3 separate regions of the Mus musculus genome follow, and regions 1 and 2 are each linked to region 3. A link is a contact called in public HiChIP or PLAC-seq data. All regions are on one chromosome and are shown on one strand. Each heading gives the region's core, a stretch centred on a gene start, on an enhancer-like site or on the middle of the called end of the contact. The rest is flanking DNA. Distances are from core to core; before and after follow the strand shown.

Region 1 (3,567 bases), core at 134-2,633, 140 kb before region 3:
AGTTGATTCCATACAGAATTTTAGGCCATTTTGAAAAGTTCTAAGGAAAGCCTTTGTGAAATGTACCTGCCATTTTCCACCTCACAAACACCCAAGTCTTTCCTATTGCCCACTGGGGGATTTATCTACTAATGACCCCCTAAAGGCCTTAAACCCAAAGCAGCCCAATCCTAGTGTGTCCCTGAATCAATATTGCCTAGTGTGTTCATTTCTCCCATGTTTGCTTCTTTTTTTTTTCTTTGATAAAACTAGTGGTCATAGCCTTGCCATTCAATGCACTTTATATACATCTTTAAGAATAACATTTATTATTTATTTATTTATTCATTCATTTATGCTTCATTCATTTATGCTTATGCATTTGTACATATGTGTGCACATGCCAAAACACACATGTGAAAGCCAGAAGACAGCATGTGCGTTCTGGGAATCAAACTCATGTCACAAGTGTTAGCAGCAAGCTCCCTTAGCCACCCACACATTGTTATCACCTACCCATGCAGAATTTCCAGCACTGACTTTATTGGGGGAGACAGGTTGAACGGGCTCTGTGTCCTGCGGAAGCCCACACAGCTTAGTGAGTGGATGCCAGGCTCTGCCCTGTCCTTCTGATTCAGCAGCTCATGTCCCTTCGTACCACAGTCATCACATTGACATCTGTCAGCTATTTCAAGCATGGATGTACTTCTGAATTATCTCAGAAGTATTCCAAGTATTTAGCACTTTCGTTTATCTCTTGAATTCAATGAAAGCAACCACTCATACATAAAACTATAAATGCAGATTGCCAGCTCCTGAAAATTCCTTATTATTCAGCCTGCTGACACGCCTGTCTTGGATCACGAGCTAACTGTCAAGATGTAATTTGTCAGCACAGAACGAGCTTTCCATGATAAAAAGAACACACTAATCATTTCTTTAAAAGAGAGAGGCGGAGGGAAGGGAAGAGAGAGAGAGACAGAGAGAGAGAGAGAGAGGGAGAGAGAGAGAGAGAGAGAGAGAGAGAGAGAGAGAGAGAGAGAGAGAGAGAGAGAGAGAAGGAGAGTTTTCCTTTGCACAGACAACTCTAGAGGTTGTCATGGAAACCAGAAAACATTTGCAAAACAAAGTCCAGATATGTAGGACACAAGGTGGAGTACGCTTTTCTTTGGTATTCAGCCTTTTACAGAAAAGTTGTTAAAGCCATTTCTTTATTCAGAAGTATTAAGTTCTGCAATCCTACCACTATTTTGAATAATACTTGATTATGTCCCGTAGGTAATTTTTTTCCCAAGTGAGTGTGAATGTTGCACGTACTGAACCACGAGTTACCACACCCCGAGGACCCACTCATAGCTGGTGTGACTTGATACCTCCTGACTCTCCTTGTTGAGCTGTTCCCGTCAACTAGTCCAGTGTATTTGGAGAAGGCATGCTGTATGTTCTCGTCAGACCACCTCCGCCCCTGCTAAGTCTATTGGTGTTTTCCTGGACGGGCCCCACCCCTGTTCTCCAGCACCCTCTGCTCACACAAGGCAGAGGGTCACTCTGGACCACAGCATCCCGCAGCACTTACAAGCTGCAGTCTGAGGCTTAGTGGACTTGAAATAGCTTCACTGAGGTGGGCAGGAGTTTGCACCTGGTGGCTAAAAAGAGTCAGAAGAGTTATGTGAGCAGGCCTATGCTGGCTCTGCCCGTCATACCCCAGCATTCCCAAGGTCTGCCAGCTGGAGGGAAAACAAGAAAAGCCTGTTGCAATTTGTGTTTTCCATGTTTTATAATTTTTTAAATTCTTTTTTTTTTATTTGCACAGAACATTTTTATTTACTTTGGGTGTATGTGTGTAGGTGTGGTATGTTGTCTGTGGAAGTCAGAGGACAACTAACAAAGATTATTTCTCTCCTTCCATTGTGTGGGTCCCGGAGACTCAACTCTCCTCCTTGAGCTTGGTGGCAAGCTCCTTTTCTCTTTGAGCTATCATATCTACCCAATCCTTGCTGTCACTAAGCTCTGAACATCCTTCAACCTTGGTACTTTCTTCCGTTTTTCTCTTGGAGTATTCTGGTATGTCTGGCTGACATGCTGACACCATATCTTGTTTACAGAGCCCATATCCATGGAAACTAGAAACACAGCCTGCTCTATAGTAGTCAGTCAGTTTTAAACAATTGAACTAGTAAGATGGCTCAGTGGTTAAGAGCACTGCCCGCTCTTCCAGAGGTCCTGAGTTCAATTTCCAGCACCCAAATGGTGACCCACGGCCATGTTATACAGAGAGACTTTGTCTCTGGAAAACAAACACAGAAACAAAAATCAAACAAAAAATTATTAAAGGAATCAGTACTGATGAAATAACAGTCATATATTAAGCAAAAACATTCTTATTTTATATATGTCTTTTAGTTCTTTTTTTGTTCTTGTATTTGCAAATCAATCTTTATTTCATGTGTTTTGTATGTTGTACCTTATTCTGAGATGAGTATTGCTATAACTAGGCAATGTTTTATTGTTTTGTATTGTTGGTCTTTGGGGCTGGAAGGACAGTTCAATGATTAAGAGAACTTGCTGAACTTTAAGAGGAGCCCAGTTCAGATTTCAGTGTTCATGTCAGGCGTCTCAGAACTGTCTCTAACTCCAACTGCAGTAAACCCAGTACCTTCTTATGGGCTCCAAAGATATCTACATTAATTTGCATAGACAAGCCTATACACATACATACACACACACACACACACACAGAGAGAGAAAGAGAGAGAGAGAGAGAGAGAGAGAGAGAGAGAGAGAGAGAGAGAGAGAGAGAGAGAGACAGAAACAGACAGGCGGGCAGAAGTTTTAAGAATAAATGTTTTAAAATAAATAAATTTGATCTCCAGTTAACAGGTTGTCTCCATTTAAGCCTAGGATACAAGCAGGACTGGCCATCAGGAACTTAGAACAGTTCTTTGTATTTATTATAAACTTATAGATTATAATTACACTTACTTGCAGAGTGCCTCGTGGGTACAGTAATTATTTTATATATCTAATAATTAGAGCGATGAACTCAACCCAAGTACTGAATCTGTCACTTGTAGCTCTTTGTGTGGGATGTGTGCCCAGCTTGCTTTCGGGCACAGTAGCTGATGCTCTGACATGGGGGAGTGGGGGTGGAAAGTGCCACCCTCAGGTCACAGCACCAGCCACCCTCAGTGATGTCACCATTGTTTTCTGAATATGGGTCTCTGATGAGCTATGAGAGTTGGTCACTCGTGAATGCACTCACTATCAACCTCCACAGCAGCCACCTCCCTATGCCTTATGCCCTCCTTCTTCACAGCATGCAGGTCCCCAGAGCTTGTCCTCGGAGGGGGCCTTTTTGGGACTTACAGCCCATCCGCATGCTTCTTGACCTCACAAGTAAGCACTTTCTCTCTTGGAGAGAAGCTTAATGCTCTGGGGGTTGGCATTATTGTGTTGAGTGTAAACAAGCTGTACTCAGAAACAGCTATGCCTGCTGGTGAACACACACATTCACACAGAATTCAACCCTATTTTAAATCTGTGAGCTCCAGACATTTTGGAAGAGAAGGCTACTTTCCAAATATCTAG
Region 2 (3,490 bases), core at 402-2,901, 200 kb before region 3:
CACTGGTATAGTTATGCCCTTGGAAAACAGAAAGTCCTTTGTGTGGAATCTCACCAAGAGCAACTGCTAATCAGGCTGCTTTCTGACACTTAAGCCATCAGAATGGTTCACTAACTATTCATTCATCTTTACAGATAAGATAACACTTATGTCTGCTAAATGAAGCCAAATTTCTAGTCCAGTAGCTCATGTCACTCTCCTGGGAACGCTGGGGGTAAGCCTACTGTAACACCTTGTCCCTCACACTTCTGTGTTATGGATCTTGCTCAAAGCAAGCTCTTTCTGTCTCATACAGTCATCCTTCTCTGATAAAATACAATCAAACAGACTTTAAATAGTTTCATCTATAACCACAGTCAGGCAGTATTTCTTTGGATGTAATTCTGGTGGCCCCAGTCAGACGTCAAACATGGCTGAAATTACATTCCTTTCAGCAATCATTTGGGTTAGGTTATTTTTTTTTCAGAGAGAGAGCCTTGCATTTAATTTTAAAAATTTGTATTTGTGTGTATGCATATGAAATTACACATGTGTGTAGGTACCTACAGTGGGTACTTCATCCGCTTGAACTGGAGATATGGGTGGCCATCAGTAAACATGTGGGTCCTGGGATCCAAACTCAAGTTCTCTGCAAGAGAACTTGAAAGTGCCCCTGACCATTGAACTATCCCTCCCTCCTGTAGCCTTTGTATTTTATTTGGCAACCTTTACTCATTCGTGGAGGGAACCTCATTTCTGTTTCCTGAGGAGCTGGGGTCTTCTTCCTTTACTGACTCCCCACGTCCAGTCCCCCCCCCCCTTCCTCAGCTTTTCTTTATCTCAGATCTTTATCTGAAGATGATGAAAAGTTCACAGATGACTCCAGGATATTTTTAGCCAATCCTATTCGCCTTACTGCCCTTCCAAGGATTGATAGACGGTGAAGGTCAAGGGAAGGGAAGGCCTTCTGGGAAACTCTCCCTGCACAGATGGGTAGTGTGGACAGCTGGCAAGACTTTTTACTCCACTGTTTGGGTTTGTAAGTGACTATCCATAGCATAGCCATACTTAAGACATACACTAAATAGCCTGGGTGTGACTGGCTACACCAGTGAGCTTGCTCAGTTCTTTGTCACTTGTAGATTAAACAGGGGCATGCGCTCGCCTGGCATAAATTCTACCCTCCTCTGCGAATTTTGAGCTTCTATTTTATACCCACTCTGTGTTCTGTGTCGGAATCTACAGCATATCACTTGCCATTGTCAGATAATGCTAAGAATACTTTTATGTGTGAAATAGAGTGTGCCTTGACAGCTTCAGAGCACTTTCCGGGGGAGAATCTCACTCAGTTCCTCTACGAATCTTGTGGAGTCTCAGATATGACAACTCTTGCTTTCAGTGAGAAGGCAGGACACTGGGCCTCTGACGGACATTCGCTCGACCATGCAGTAGAGAAGCTGTAGCCGTGAGGTGGGAGCAGATCTTCCCCTCCCTCTGAGTGGACCTCGTGCTGCTGAGAGGGTCATGGGATGCTTTCATCACAGTTTAGCGTCAGTCACCCCTGCCAAACTCCTGGGTGCCACTTGTCACTGAGAGGTTATTTCTTCCCAACCTCATCCCGTCTCCCTCTCAGCATAGCTCAACCACATGACTCAGATCCCTCCCCCTGGACTTTGAGACAGGGCAAGCTGAGATGTGGGTCTGACTGGGGCTGCATGTGTGCTCAGGGGGAGGGGCTAATGAAAGCAAAACTTCCCTTTCACTTCCCAGTTCCTGGATTTTTTTCTCCCTGTGAGGCATGTCCACAGTCTCTGATGGTCCCATAGCTCACTCACTTTCAGTCATAGTTCCATGAGCTCAAATGACAGGTATTTCTTTCATTTGCCCCTAAAATATCTTCATTCTGTATAAATACTCTCAGAAGAAAAGAACTAGAACATATTATTCAAACTATTCATCATTCATTCAGTGGAATAATCAAGTCAATTCACTCATTCATTCATTCATTCATTCATTCATTCATTCATTTCGAGACAGAGTCTCACTACATAGCCCTGGTAGGCCTGGAAATCACCATGTAGACCTGGCTGGTCTCAAACTCACAGAGATCTGCCAGCCTCTGAGATAAATGGGCAATGTTCAGTGACTATTATCCTAGTGATGGGTCAGGCCCAGACTATAATCCTAGCTCTTAAAAGGCTGAGGCAGGAATTCCCTAATTGAAGGCCAACCTGGTCTATAGGATTGACACACACACAAACATACAGATTTAAAAAGAAAACAGTAAAATCACACACACACACACACACACACACACACACACACACCTTCTAACCAAGTCTCTGTTCATATGTCACCTTCCTAAGAAGGCACACCCTGGCCACCCTTGTTGAAATTATGTGCGCTCCCTCACCACCACAGCATTCCTGATGTCTCCTCCTCCACTACCTGGTGTATATTTCTGATGCCATTTCCTCGTGCACTCTCTGTTGTCCACTGCCTGCTGTCTTTGCTGTCAGGTCAGAGATTATCTGTGTGGATCACCAGACACCTGTGGCAGTCACCGCAGTAGGTATCCAGCAGGTACCTGTGGAATTAGTGTTGTCTGAAAGCGCCCAGATAAACACACAGTTTCATTTGGGCCTGAATTATACACAGAACAGCGAGGGAATCGTTCTTGTCACACAAAAGGCAAATCACATCCTCGAGTCTTTAAATTGTTCACAGCTAACGCTGTGTTTTACTGATTTTAATCAATGGAAACTCCCATAGTGGAGCCGCGAGCTCACTGTGTGCTCCTGGGGGGAGGGGGTTGTCATTGTTACATGTTTTGAGCTACAAAAGGCTTTCAGAACACTGAAAACTTGGTTAAAAAACAAAGACAGAGTAAAAACAAAAAACAAAAAACAACAAAACCTCTCCGTGGGTTTAATTAATGGTTACTTGCTAAGAATATTTGTTTCCAGGTGGAAGAGAAGGCTCGGCAGTTAAGAGCACTTGCTGTTCGTGTGGAGGACCACATTCACGTCCGAGCACCTTCGCGACAGCTTACAATTGCTCATGATTCCTTCTAGCTCTGGTGATCCCACACCCTCTTCTGGCCTCTTTGGGCATTGCACCCATTTGCACATATATACATACATGCACATACACATAATTGAAAATAAATATTTATTTTAAAACGATATTTATCTCTTCTGAGGCCCCATTTTCCCCTCCATCTTAGTGTTAACTATAGTAAGAATCTAACAATCCAAATAAGCCCACATAAAAGACACACAATCCAGATATTTTATTTAAAAACTATATGCCTAGATTGGCAGATCTAAGACTGTACTAACTTATTGCCCAGTTATAATGTCCCTTGTTACTTGCTGTTTCTCCTGGCCACACAGTTCTGGTTCATGGTGACTTCCTTCTCTCCCCCCACCGCCACCTGTAACCCTCTTTCTCAAACCTCCATTCCCATCTTTCTCTCCCAGTCACAGGCTATTTACCAGTTAAATATGAC
Region 3 (3,616 bases), core at 30-2,529:
TGTGCCTAGCCCTGTGCCAACGATAAATAAACACCTCTGGAGGGAGGGAATACATAAATGTCTGTACATGGTGAGCTCTCAAGTGCAGAGGCTGCTCTCCGTGCCCTTTCTTATGTGTACAATGCCTGTTTAAAGGCAAGGGCTGCTCACAGGAGGAAGAGCTCATTTCCTAAACTCAAAGAGAGAGAGCAAAGCAGAAATGAACTGAGTAACGTTGTTCTTTACTTTGAAGGATGACTACAAATTGAGTGTATCTGTATAATCTGAAAAGAGATAGATGTAGTCTGTGCACAAGGGCAGGGGCAGCCAGGAGGAAGGCTTAGATGGAAACGAGGCTCACGGGCATCAGCTGCTCAACAGCATCCACCCCTCAGGCATCTGCATGGGCCTCTGGTTGCACACTCCATGCAGCAGCCTTCCGAAGTCTCTGCAGAATCCAGAGCCTGCTTCCCCTTCAGATAAGCCACTGAGGTCAGCGACCCTGTTCTCTTTACGACTTGGAAAGCTACTTGCCAGGTTTTGACTGTTTGCACCAATGTCCACCTAGCCTTGGTCACCACAGTCAAACCACCCAAATTCCAGAGTGCATTCTCCTCCAGCACATAGTAGGAGCAGCATCACCATCATCCTGGTGGTGAGAACGGGCGTGTTCTTATCTTCTCAATTATCTGGTCTTTGAAAATCAGCGGCTCATAGTCACCATGTTACACTGATGGCTCCAAGTTTCATATCAGAACCTTCTAAATTCTCTAAGGACATGCTCTCCATGTCCTTCCTGTTCCCACAATCTCTCCCATCAACAATGGGAGCCTGTCTAGCTGATTCCAAGTCCTCTCCCAGACTTACTTCCCTAAGAGTGTGCACTGTTCTCATAACAAATAAGGCAGGAGCTGCAGAAGAAGTGGACAGGCCATAGAGTTTCTCCTTCTGTCCCAGTCCTGATAGAATCTGAGGAGTGAAAGCCTCCTCTGAGGGTGGCAGCCTTAAGGTCCCACCGAAAGACCCAGTGTGTTCTCTGTGGAGCTAACTGTACAGCACAAAGCATATTGTGTTACAATTGGGCATAGCCTGGGGACAGAGGAGACCTAGGACATGCCTACCTTGGCTCTCTTTCTTTGGCTTCTCTAGGAAGATGCACACCCTGTGACATGGCCTCAGTGAGCCTCAAGTACATTCAGGAGTGTGGGGGACAGACAGAGGCAGAAATGAGCCCTGACCAAAGAGGGTGGGGTGCCATGTACATCACCTCAGTGCCATTCAGACATTCCTTGTGGTGCTATTTTTACCACAGTAGTCATGAAATTGGTGTCAGATGAGCTGGGCCAGTTCCTCGATCTGAGAATGGGAGATAGCAGGGTTCTTTCCAGGGAAATGAGCTGGGGGTGCATGAAGGCCGTTAAGAACATGTTCCCCAAAGCCTTGGGCTGTGTTCCTCCAACAGTCAGAATGGGCTCATCGCCCGCATGAACTTAAACTAACAGACAAAGGTTGAGTATCTTCTGAATGCAAACCTTGAGCAAAACACTTGCGAGTCCGATAAAATGACAATCTGTGGCCCTGGAGGAATCTGCGTTTCCCTGGAAAGGAGTGTCATGCCCAGAGACAGTGTCTGCTGGACTGACTGTCCCAGACACAAGCCCGGGGAGGGACGATGTGTTCTATGTGGCTAGGACTGACTTTTTCAAAGATCAGCAGAGGTATTGGATAGTAGAAGAGAAGAAGTCTCTGGCAGGATGTGGTAAGGAGGAAAATGGCAGACTTTTTTTTTTTAAACACAGGAGTTCTGGTCTAGCACATACCAAGTCCTGAGTTCCTTTCTCAGCACAGCCTAAAGCAACTGTGGTGGAACACAAAGCCCAGTGCTTGGGAGGATAAAGGCAGGAGGGTCTGGAGTTCATGGTCATCCTAGAAGGATGGAAGTCAGCCTGAGCTACAAGAGATCCTCTCTCAAAAGACAAAAGTCTGTACATTTATCCAAAACTTAGCTGCGACCTAGGTTCTCCAGAGGACCCGCGTACACACCTGAAATGAGCATTCCCTCTGGAGGCTCCTTAGTCGAGAAGCTGGGGCAAGAAGCTACCCTTTTCCTCTAAAGGACCTACTTTCTGAGGCTGGGCTCCAGAATTTGTCCTGAGAGCAGAGCCAAGCCATGAGGGTTGGCCTACAAGTGGCAGTGGCAAATTAGGGTGTGAAAATTGGACATAAACTGGGGACCTCCCACAATGGGCTTTGGAATGGAGTGTATAACTAACTCCTGGTTAAGGACCAAGACCTTCCTCACCGGCCACAGGACGTAAGTCTGAATTACATAAGGTTAAATAGAAGCTAGACGCTAAAGCAGAACTTTGTGGATTCTGTAGCTTCCAATCTGGGTTCTAATTTATGCTACTAAATGTCTGGAAATTCAGAGAGAAGTTTAACAACCTAAAATGGGGCATAAAGGGGGAAACAGGAAGAACTGTGCCACCAGGAAGTAGATTCACAGATGTGCTCAGCATCAGGGGGAGGGGTGGTGCTTGGAGGCCTGTTTCTCATTTCCTCTAACCAGGCATTCCAAGCCCTATCCCTGTCCCCCTGTCCCCGTGGATTCACAGGCACAGCCTCTGGTCAGGCACCACCTGTCTGTCATCACCTCTCTGCTACAGGCTTGAGGGAGCCCCGGAGTCAGCTCTGTGGTCTGAATAAAGTGGCAATAAGCTTAATGGCGTCCCAAAATGATGTGACTGAAGCCATCCCCCCTGTGTCTCTAAATAGGGATGAGAGAGGAGATGTCACTGGGACGCCAGGAGGCTTTTGAGATTTTCAAGAGGGACCACGCTGACAGTGTCACCATCGAGGACAACAAACAGGTTCTGAAGCAGAGGTAAGATGGAGTCAGAGAGTTGCTGGTCCCCTCAGGTCAGGTAAGCCAGTCCAGAGACTCTGACCTTCTGAGTCGTCAGCCTACTGTCTGCAGGAAAGATCTAAAGTCTCCATGGTCTCACATTTCCCTGTGTGCACCCTGAGCTTTCCCATCCCAGTACTACTGTGACCCACTTGTAGATCAGGGGTCTACTACTGACGGCAGTAGCTCTATGGACAGTGCTCCCCTTGTATCTAATTCTCAGCAACCTAGGACTTTTTTTCCCCTCGAAGCAGGGTTTCTCTGTGTAGCCCTGGCTGTCCTGGAACTCACTCGGTAGACCAGGCTGGCCTCGAACTCAGAAATCTGCCTGCCTCTGCCTCCCAAGTGCTGGGATTAAAGTCATGCGCCACCACTGCCCAGCGCAACCTGGGACTCTTACAAGTGCCTTCATAATCTCCAGGGGAAAATAAGTCAAGCTGGGGGGGGGGGTGGCTGGGGGCCTGCGGCTAAGTGGGTCACGTGCTTGCTGTGCATGTGTGAGGACCTGAGTTCTAGTTACCAGCACTATGCCCTATAGTCCCAACAATGGAAAAGGAAGAGAGAGAGAGAGAGAGAGAGAGAGAGAGAGAGAAGAGCAGTTCTCTGGGGCTTGATGTCCAGCCTGAGCTGCAGGTTCAAGCCTCAAAAAAAAAAAAAAAAAAAAAGAAGCAATAGAAGACAATGGAATTGGCCTCTTCTTAGGTCCTCCATACGATTGGTTAAAATGGAGAC

What was found. HiChIP or PLAC-seq counts read pairs in DNA pulled down with a chosen protein or histone mark.
Region 1: a contact with region 3 is called in an H3K27ac HiChIP or PLAC-seq map of heart atrium, with 10 read pairs. The contact joins two enhancer-like sites. A contact is called at or near these places in 1 of 484 Hi-C or Micro-C datasets (the HL-1 cell line), 1 of 115 datasets of contacts at active chromatin or transcription factors (heart atrium) and 1 of 9 other capture datasets (embryonic tail).
Region 2: an H3K27ac HiChIP or PLAC-seq map of heart atrium shows a contact between it and region 3, with 9 read pairs. The contact joins two enhancer-like sites. A contact is called at or near these places in 3 of 39 promoter capture datasets (the 3T3-L1 cell line and 3T3-L1-derived adipocytes), 1 of 15 datasets of contacts at CTCF or cohesin (the NIH/3T3 cell line), 3 of 115 datasets of contacts at active chromatin or transcription factors (forebrain, heart atrium and stem cell-derived neural progenitor cells) and 1 of 9 other capture datasets (pancreatic islet).

Annotation. Positions count from the first base shown.
Region 1 is chr17:49,690,213-49,693,779 of GRCm38.p6, forward strand. All of the region lies in intron 6 of Kif6 (kinesin family member 6), which reads left to right. Among named protein-coding and RNA genes, the nearest start is that of Kif6, 77 kb to the left of the region's middle. RefSeq lists an enhancer at 569-1,736. Within about 2 kb of position 1,384, at least 57 of the 459 cell types and tissues checked have an H3K27ac peak or open chromatin away from gene starts, as enhancers often do. A contact at or near this core is called in heart atrium, where this site is marked.
Region 2 is chr17:49,626,015-49,629,504 of GRCm38.p6, forward strand. All of the region lies in intron 3 of Kif6 (kinesin family member 6), which reads left to right. Among named protein-coding and RNA genes, the nearest start is that of Kif6, 13 kb to the left of the region's middle. Within about 2 kb of position 1,652, at least 17 of the 459 cell types and tissues checked have an H3K27ac peak or open chromatin away from gene starts, as enhancers often do. A contact at or near this core is called in heart atrium, where this site is marked.
Region 3 is chr17:49,829,387-49,833,002 of GRCm38.p6, forward strand. It overlaps Kif6 (kinesin family member 6), which reads left to right. Exons shown (of 23, transcript NM_177052.3): 14 at 2,755-2,863. Among named protein-coding and RNA genes, the nearest start is that of Gm16555, 9.4 kb to the left of the region's middle. Within about 2 kb of position 1,280, at least 13 of the 459 cell types and tissues checked have an H3K27ac peak or open chromatin away from gene starts, as enhancers often do. A contact at or near this core is called in heart atrium, where this site is marked.